2 separate regions of the Hordeum vulgare genome follow, and region 1 is linked to region 2. A link is a contact called in public Hi-C data. All regions are on one chromosome and are shown on one strand. The core of a region is the stretch at or near the end of the contact, and the rest is flanking DNA. Distances in the headings are between cores, read along the strand shown. Region 1 holds the start of LOC123396379. Region 2 overlaps LOC123399544 (U-box domain-containing protein 33-like).

Region 1 (3,666 bases), core at 266-2,765, 260 kb before region 2:
CACATCCTCTCCGATCTCGTTCGGACGAACAGTGAGAAAAAAAGGTGATTGAACTCACAGAGACCATGGCTGCAACTCGGGAGGGGGACGCGGGAGGGATCGGAGAAGTTGAGAAGGGGAGTCGTCGTCGCTGTGGACTGCCGGCCGATGAAGGAGCTTAGATTACCTCGTCGTCGGTGTATCGACACGTCAACGAAAAAGATCGAAAGGAAGAAGAAGGATGACGGGGCTTTGAACGATGAAAGGAAGGGGGCTAAATAGGGCCATCGATGAGAGGTGAGGTAAAATCCTTCTGTTGATTTTTTTGAGACGCACGCGAGCTGTATATTCGTGCGGTGCAGGGCAAACAAAAGAAATAGCCCGATTCCTAATCGTGAATCGTCAGACGTCGTGCGAGCGAGTGCCTCGATTATTATCTTGGACGTGGACACGCCAGCCCGCTGGCTACCGCGACGTGGAGGCGAAGCCGATAGATGCTTCCCCTGGTGGCTGCATGCCGTGTCAGCAACGCATTTGGTTATAGTATTAAAAAACAAAGCTATTTTCTGTGAAAAAGGTTTGGACAAACCATGGAAGCTGGGTTGAATTATTGCTGTGCGGCGCCGCTGTTGGTTCTAGTGCTCCTCCCGCGTGTCAATGCCACGCTCCGGCGTTCAACCACGTGCACAACATAGCCTAGCCCACATGACAGATGCGGATCTCGTCTTTATTCTGAGAAGATACACATGCGGATGCGACCGATGCTATACTTCCGAGTCAATGTTGGCTACCTCCGTCGATCTGTGCCTCTCGTCTCATCCGCTGGCCGCTGCCTTGCCTGAGGCGCATCATCCGGGACTGGCAGTGACATGCCCGATTCGCCGGCGTTTTCTGCGGATTTCCATGCCGAAACTCACGAAGAACCGAATCAATTCTGAAGAGGCTAGCAATGGAAGAAGATGGATGGAGTAGATGCACGAACTAAATTTTCGTATATTTACAACGGAAGAAGAAAAGTCGACTGGAACAGAGCATGTAAAGCAGCTAGATCGATCAACTAAGCTCTGGTTCCATGCACGCAGAGAGCATGAACAGGCATCGTACTATACTATGGCTCACACATACAGTATATATATAGCTCGCGCGCTCGCTCTCCTATGTATCTACGCCGGCGGGCCGGCCAGGCGAGGTGACTAGGCCCAGTCACCGACCGATATGGCGCTCCCGGAGCGCCGCAGTGGCGACAGCGAGCGGGAGGCCGGCCGCGAGGCCTCCTGCCCGTGCCCGGCCGCCGGCCTCGTCTCCAGCAGCTGCAGCTTCAGGAGGTGCCTCCGGGTCTCCTCGTCCTCCCGCTTGATCCTCCTCACCTGGCTGTGGATGAGCAGCACCTCCCGCTGCTCCTGCTCCTCCTCCTCCAGCCTCCTCCCCTCCATCGAAACAGACGGAAGCGATCTCACCATGGCGCACGCACGCACGCACGAGCTGAATTATTAATCTTCTGCACTGCAACTGCACGAACGTATTGGTGTTGGTGAAGCTCGCAGTCTCTTGGCGTGCCGACCGTGGTTTATATAGCGGTACGTATGGGGGTGGTGGGAGGCGACTAGGGTCTAGGGGTGGTTGTCGGGTGTGGGTTTGCTTGCGGGCCGATTTTGGCTGGAGAGCGACGGCGGCGGGCCGGAGACGTACGCGGGGTGGCTGCCTGCCGAGCGGAGCGGTCGCCGTTTCAACTGTTTTGGAAAGGCACGCCACGGCTGCTCCTTTTCTTTGTACACATGGATTAATCGTGCGGGCCATTTTGCTTTCGTTCACCAGCTTCCTTTCTGCTGGGAGAAGGAAAGAAAAGAAGAGAAAACGTGTGGAGTGGTCGCTGACTCGTCGAACGGATATGGTGGCGGCCCACTGTCAGTGACGAAAAAAGAGGCTCGTCAGCTTTCCGCGGTCACATTCTCTATCTCTATTATTATGCAGTCGGGCTCTACGCCCCTACCCTGATTAATTACTGATCAACTCAATCCAAAATTAGCGCGTGCCGTCTGAAACAAGCCGAAGAAACTAAACCAAGAACAATAATCGAAATGCTCATGAACCAAAACCGACGTTTCCTTTGCGAACAAACCCCTAATTAGATGGTTAGAAGAATTATGATATTTTCAGGTCATCAGAGTTCAAGTCCTCACGCTCGTATATATTTTTTAATTTATTTCAAAAAAAATTGGTGATGCACATTAGTGAAATAAGACGTTCCCGTCAACGACGAGGAGTTTACGATGGCTTCATAAATCTCAAGATGATATGATCGCTCAGCCTGACGAAAGTGCTCATAGAGGTAGGTGTACGTGTGTGCATTCATATTGATGAGTGTATATATGTGTATATGAACGCATGTGCCTGTACTGTGTTCAAAAAAAGTTTCCTTGTTGATTTCAAAGATATTTTTCCGCAAGCTCGAGTGAGCGCCACTTCTATGAACGTTTTCATTTCTCGAATTTCAGAGCAGAGTGGGTGATTGGATATGTCAAAACATCATTGATATTCACGAATTATGTGGGAAAAGCATTTCTTGTAGAATTTGTTATACCTATACTTTCATATTATATTAGAAGGGTTGAGCGCGCTCTGCTGCATCGTTGAACTTATTGGGATTCTTAAATTTCTTTACTCGTTCTATTTAGAAATATATGGTGTATTACTTTTTTGAAAAGTCAAACTTTTTTATGTTTGATCAAACTTGAAAAGAAATATATCAAAATTCATAATATGAAATGGATGTTATTAGATTCATCATAAAAGGAATTTTTAGTTTTTGTTTAATATTTTGGATGTCGATATTTTTGACTCTGAACCTGATCAAAGTTAAAGAAATTTGACTTTTCAAAAACTAATAACTCTTATATTCAAACTGGCGGAATATTTATTTTGACAGGTGGAGGAGATGATGGAGTGTGTTTTATGTTTATTTACAATGTGTTTATTTGGTAGGCATTTTGCGGTGTGATTTTGTGTTATCTGCTAATCAACCCATATTTATATGGGGATATTTTTTAATCGATGGTTGTATATACTATATTCGTGCTATAGTACCACATGGGTCGCAGTTTTTTCTGGGTGATGGGAGTCTGCGAAGGGTTGATTTGTTTTCGTAGGCTGGTTGTTGTTGATTGATTTGAAAAATCGTTTGCACGACCAAAACCGTAAACCAAATTCAAAATAGAATACCAATGAAAAAGCTTTAAATTTAGAAACATATAAAATTAAAATAATTAAATGGGAGAGCTCCTTGAAATATTGTGGACCGGGTTAAAATCAAATTGAAGCATCATTCAATTATGAAGATTTGATAATTAGGGATCATAGCGTATTGTACAAAAGATTAAATAAAAGATTTTTTAAAATTATAGATCCGATTAAAATTGGGTGATCAAATTTCAATTAAAGATCTTAGTTGATTTGAGGCCTTCAATCCTATAGAGATTAATGTATTAGATGATTCTTTATTTACACGGGACCTCAGAATAGTTGATGTTTCCTTTTGTCTTGTCTTGAGAGTCTCTAACTTAAGTTTAAATACTTAGCAGTCATTGGCATGTGGAACCATATGTCAGGGACCTAATGTCACGTGACTTAAGTTAGAGGATTTTTGTTTTTCTTAATAGAAATTATGTATCCTCTAGCTCTATTTATAAG
Region 2 (4,065 bases), core at 1,165-3,664:
TCGTGTTTTTGAATTTTGTCTGCATCATTTTTCATTTTAATTTCTTGTCAGGTGGGGCCAACTAATCATGTACACATATAGTATTCAAATAATCCTATTTTGTTTTCTACCAATGGGCCCCATGCCATGTCATTGCCAAGTCGGACATATACAGTGCCACGTTGGCGCTTACCTCTTTTTTAGGGGACAAAATCAATGTTTTGGATTGTGCCTTTCTTTGTACATTGCTCTCTACAAGGACACGTTTGGAAGCAAAACCATGTGATCTTTTCTAGCTTTTCAGACATGGAAGTTCTACTGCTAAATGCTAATCATGGTTGGAACAATCTGAATTTCGCATCTATCATAGGTGCCGATGGAAGGTGCTAGGCCTTGTGTGTCGCCACTCTTGTATGGCGGCGCGGAGTGCGTGGTTGGGCATGAGCTCGTCGGTGGGCAGCTTGAGGTTGGTCATAGGGGATGTGTCGTGCCCGCTCCCGAGCCACTCCTTCATCGCCCCCGCTTCGTAGGTGAACCCGTCGCCGGCGATCTGCGGATCCCTCATCACCTCCTGCCAACGCACATCAGCTATTCATCACTGCGCATCATTTCGGAAAGCCGCGCACATGTAAATTGATCGAGCGCGCATGTGCATACCTTGAGTATCGGGCAGAGGAAGTAGGACGGAGCGCCGCCGCTGTCGGACGCCGTCGACGCCGAGAGCGACGACCACGTCCTCCCCGGCGTGGCGTTCGTCGCGGCCTCCAGCACGCCCAGCGCCTCATCCAGAAGCTCGCCCGCGCGGCGTGGTCCTCCGGTTTCAACCGCGTCGCAGCATTTCAGCCCGAGGAGCGCAACCTCCGTGGCGCGCTCCATCGGCCACCCCCCGGCACTCGCGTCCACCACCTCGTGCCAGGGCGTGCTCCCCTCGGCGGCCTTCTGCGCCGCCTTCTTCGCCGCGAACGCCGGCATGCCCGTGACAAGGCGGAGGAGGACCACGCCCAGCGCATGCACGTCGCACTGCGGTGTCAGCTCCCCCGTTGCCAGGTACCGCGGATCCACATACGCCAGCGCCACCCCGCTGGGGAGCTGTGGCGGCACCACGAGACCAGGCATGCCGAGGCCGGCGAGCTTGCTGGAGGAGCACCGCTCGTCATCCAGGAGGATATTCGCTGGCCGGACGTCGCCATGCACTGTTGCCGTCGAGTGGAGGTAGGCCAGGGCGGAGCAGGTTCGGTACGCGACGCCGCATCGTGCGTGCCACGGCAGTGGCGGCGCCTTCCCTGCAAGACGGTCCTCCAAGCTCCCGCCCGGCACGAGCTCGTGCACCACGGCGCGCGCCTCCGGGCACGCGCCGACGAGCGAGACGATGTGCGGGTGCCTCGCCCTGGCGATGGCGTCCACTGCACGACCGAACCGCGCCTCGTCGACGGCGACGTCGGGGCAGATCATCTTGACGGCGACGCTCATGCCGCGGAGGCTCCCCCTGTACACGCGGCCGCGGCTGCCGGCACCGGCGCCTCCTATCATGGCGGACTCGTGGAAACGATCGGTCGCCTCCTCCAGCTCCGACAAACCAAGCCGCAAGAAACTCACATCTTGATTACCACCATCCACCGCAGGCATGGATTCTTCGTCAGCTGCAGGGTCTTCTCCTCGGCGCCCCCGCCTGAGCGCGTCGAGGACAGAGCACGACTCCGACATCCTGACATCGAGCTCGCTCATCACGCGCCCTGAGTCGGTGATCTGGAGCTCGAGCTCGGCGCTGCGGTCATCAACCGCCCGTATCTTCTCGAGAATGGCGTCGAGCTCCCGCCTTTCCTGCTCCATGGCCGCGCGCTCCCTCGTCAGACTCTCCTCCATCTCCTTCCGGCGCCTCGCCTCGCCATGGTACGAGCTCTCCGCCTCCCTGGCCTGCACCCATCAGAATCAAGACGAAGATCAAGAATCTGACGCGCTGATCGAAGCAAACCAGTTTCATCCCTTGTATCTAGAAACTTACCATCCTAGACGCGTCGGCCAGGTCTCGGTCAGCCTTCTGCCGCCGGCGAGTCTCTTCGTACGCCTCGTGCCTGAGGCTCCCGGCCTCCGTAATCGCGTCTTTGAGCTTCTCGTACAGAGCATCTTCCATGTCGCCAGCCTCCTCCTCCTGACAACAAAACCATCATACAAGAATGTCTCATACCATGCCGACACGATCACACGACCGTACCGTAGGCCGTAGCGCATGAAAATTTGTTGTTCAGATTTTTTTTTTAATCTTCTTTGAAATGCCTGCACATACCGAACCATCGTGCGAAGGTGTGGGTGGGTCTTCGTCGACATCTTGCAGTGAATGCACGACAGCCGACGACCCACCTTCAGCAGCTCCCTCATGGCCGAAATCCTCGACGCTGTGATCCTCGGCATTGTCGCTGTCGTCCCTGCTCGGAGTTCGGCGGAGCGACGCCGCCATCATCGGATCGCGCGAGTCGTGCTGCAGTCCGAACAGCTCGCCGTCACCGTCACAGTCACCGTGGAGCGTTAGGCGCGGCGGGGACGATTTCGATCTCGAGTAATCGGAGGCGACAGATCTTGGGCTGGTGCTAGCCGTGGATGGTTCTCCTCTGTTCAGCTCCTCGCTGACCTCCCTGAGTAAAGGCCAGATAAATGGCATTAACGACATGAACTTTAGATGTTTTATTTCCTAATAATATAATTTTTATATTAAACAATAGAATTTTTATATGTTAAATTAATGATCTAGGTACACGTGCGTGTCTTTTAAACTGTAACGGAGGTAGTACTTTCTATTATTAACGCTTTAGTATATGTAGTTGTCAGCTTTTCAAATTCGAGATTGCTATTTTTCATACATCCGGTATTTAACGACCGCACTAGTCCGACGATGTTTATTTTCAATCCAATGACGAGGGGTTGCATGGGATGTTTTAGGAGTAAATAAAAAAGTAAATTGCTAATTGATCTTAAGTGTGCATGCATGTATATAGAGACAAAAATGTTGTTGTCATCAAAGATTTCAACAAAATTTAAACTTCAAAATGTTGTGGAGCTCAAACCATTGCCTCGATTCAAAATCCGTTTTCACATAAAAAATCGTCTCGGCGAGACCTTCAAAACTAGCTCTCATGTTGATATGTTCCGACGATATTTTTTCTCGTCAAAAGTTACCACATCTCGGATACCTAAGTTATCACATCGGTGCTACATAAGTTATCATCGTGGTTGCACTGAAGTTAACGAGACATGAAATTTTTTCCTCCAACCTTTTTTATTAGTGACGAGATCTTGGAAACAAGATCTATTGTTGATGACCCACGTACATAGCATGTAATACATGCACAACATAGTTGATAACCCACGTACAAACAACACCGGGATTATTTTGACCTGATTTTTTTGTTGAAACATCTTCCAATAATGTTGTGTGAATAACATGGTAATTAAAGCATCGTGGACCTAATAACTTACATATAAACACCCTGATAACTCACACATCACAGACCTAATAATTTAGGTACCCGGTCCTGATAACTTTGGTGTGTGTGTGAGGGGGGGGGTGATCAAGTATCCCTAGGTAAACTTTGTGGCAATAGCATGATAACTCACATATCGAAGATCCGATAACTTATGCACCTCGGTTCTCGTACTTTTCGCGAGGGAAGGGTGATGAAATATACCCCGGTAACTTTTATGTGAATAGCATGGTAACTCACAAATTGTAGACCTGATAACTAATGTAACCTAGTCTTGATAAAATTGGTGACCGGGTGGGGTTGGCTGATGAAATGTATCCCCGGTAACTTTGTGTGTGAATAGCAAGATAACTCACACATCGCAGACTTGATAACTTATGTACGACAATCCTAGTAACTTTGGCGACGGTGGTGAGGAGGGGGGTTGTTGATGAAATATACCCCGACAAATATTTGTGTAAATAGCATGATAACTTACACATCGCAAACATGATAACTTATGTACCCCAGTCCTGGTAACTTTTGGCGGCGATGGTGATGGGTGGGGGAGGGCTGTTGGTGAAATATAACCCCCCGTACCCGGTCCTGATAACTTTGGCGTGTGTGTGTG

The links. Hi-C and Micro-C count contacts between places; a contact is called where the count stands out from the background.
Region 1: a contact with region 2 is called in a Hi-C map of leaf, with 4 times the contacts expected there. The contact joins the promoter of LOC123396379 here to the enhancer-like site in region 2. A contact is called at or near these places in 2 of 6 Hi-C or Micro-C datasets (leaf and seedling).

What each region holds. Positions count from the first base shown.
Region 1 is chr5H:423,747,003-423,750,668 of MorexV3_pseudomolecules_assembly, reverse strand. It overlaps LOC123396379, which reads right to left and starts at 1,515. Exons shown (of 1, transcript XM_045091331.1): 1 at 949-1,515. The coding sequence starts at 1,439. The coding sequence ends at 1,173.
Region 2 is chr5H:423,486,395-423,490,459 of MorexV3_pseudomolecules_assembly, reverse strand. LOC123399544 (U-box domain-containing protein 33-like) reads right to left here. Exons shown (of 8, transcript XM_045093947.1): 5 at 2,264-2,609; 6 at 1,982-2,128; 7 at 637-1,893; 8 at 148-550. The coding sequence ends at 344. Among protein-coding and RNA genes, the nearest start is that of LOC123399544, 16 kb to the right of the region's middle. Within about 2 kb of position 2,414, at least 1 of the 3 cell types and tissues checked has open chromatin away from gene starts, as enhancers often do. A contact at or near this core is called in leaf, where this site is marked.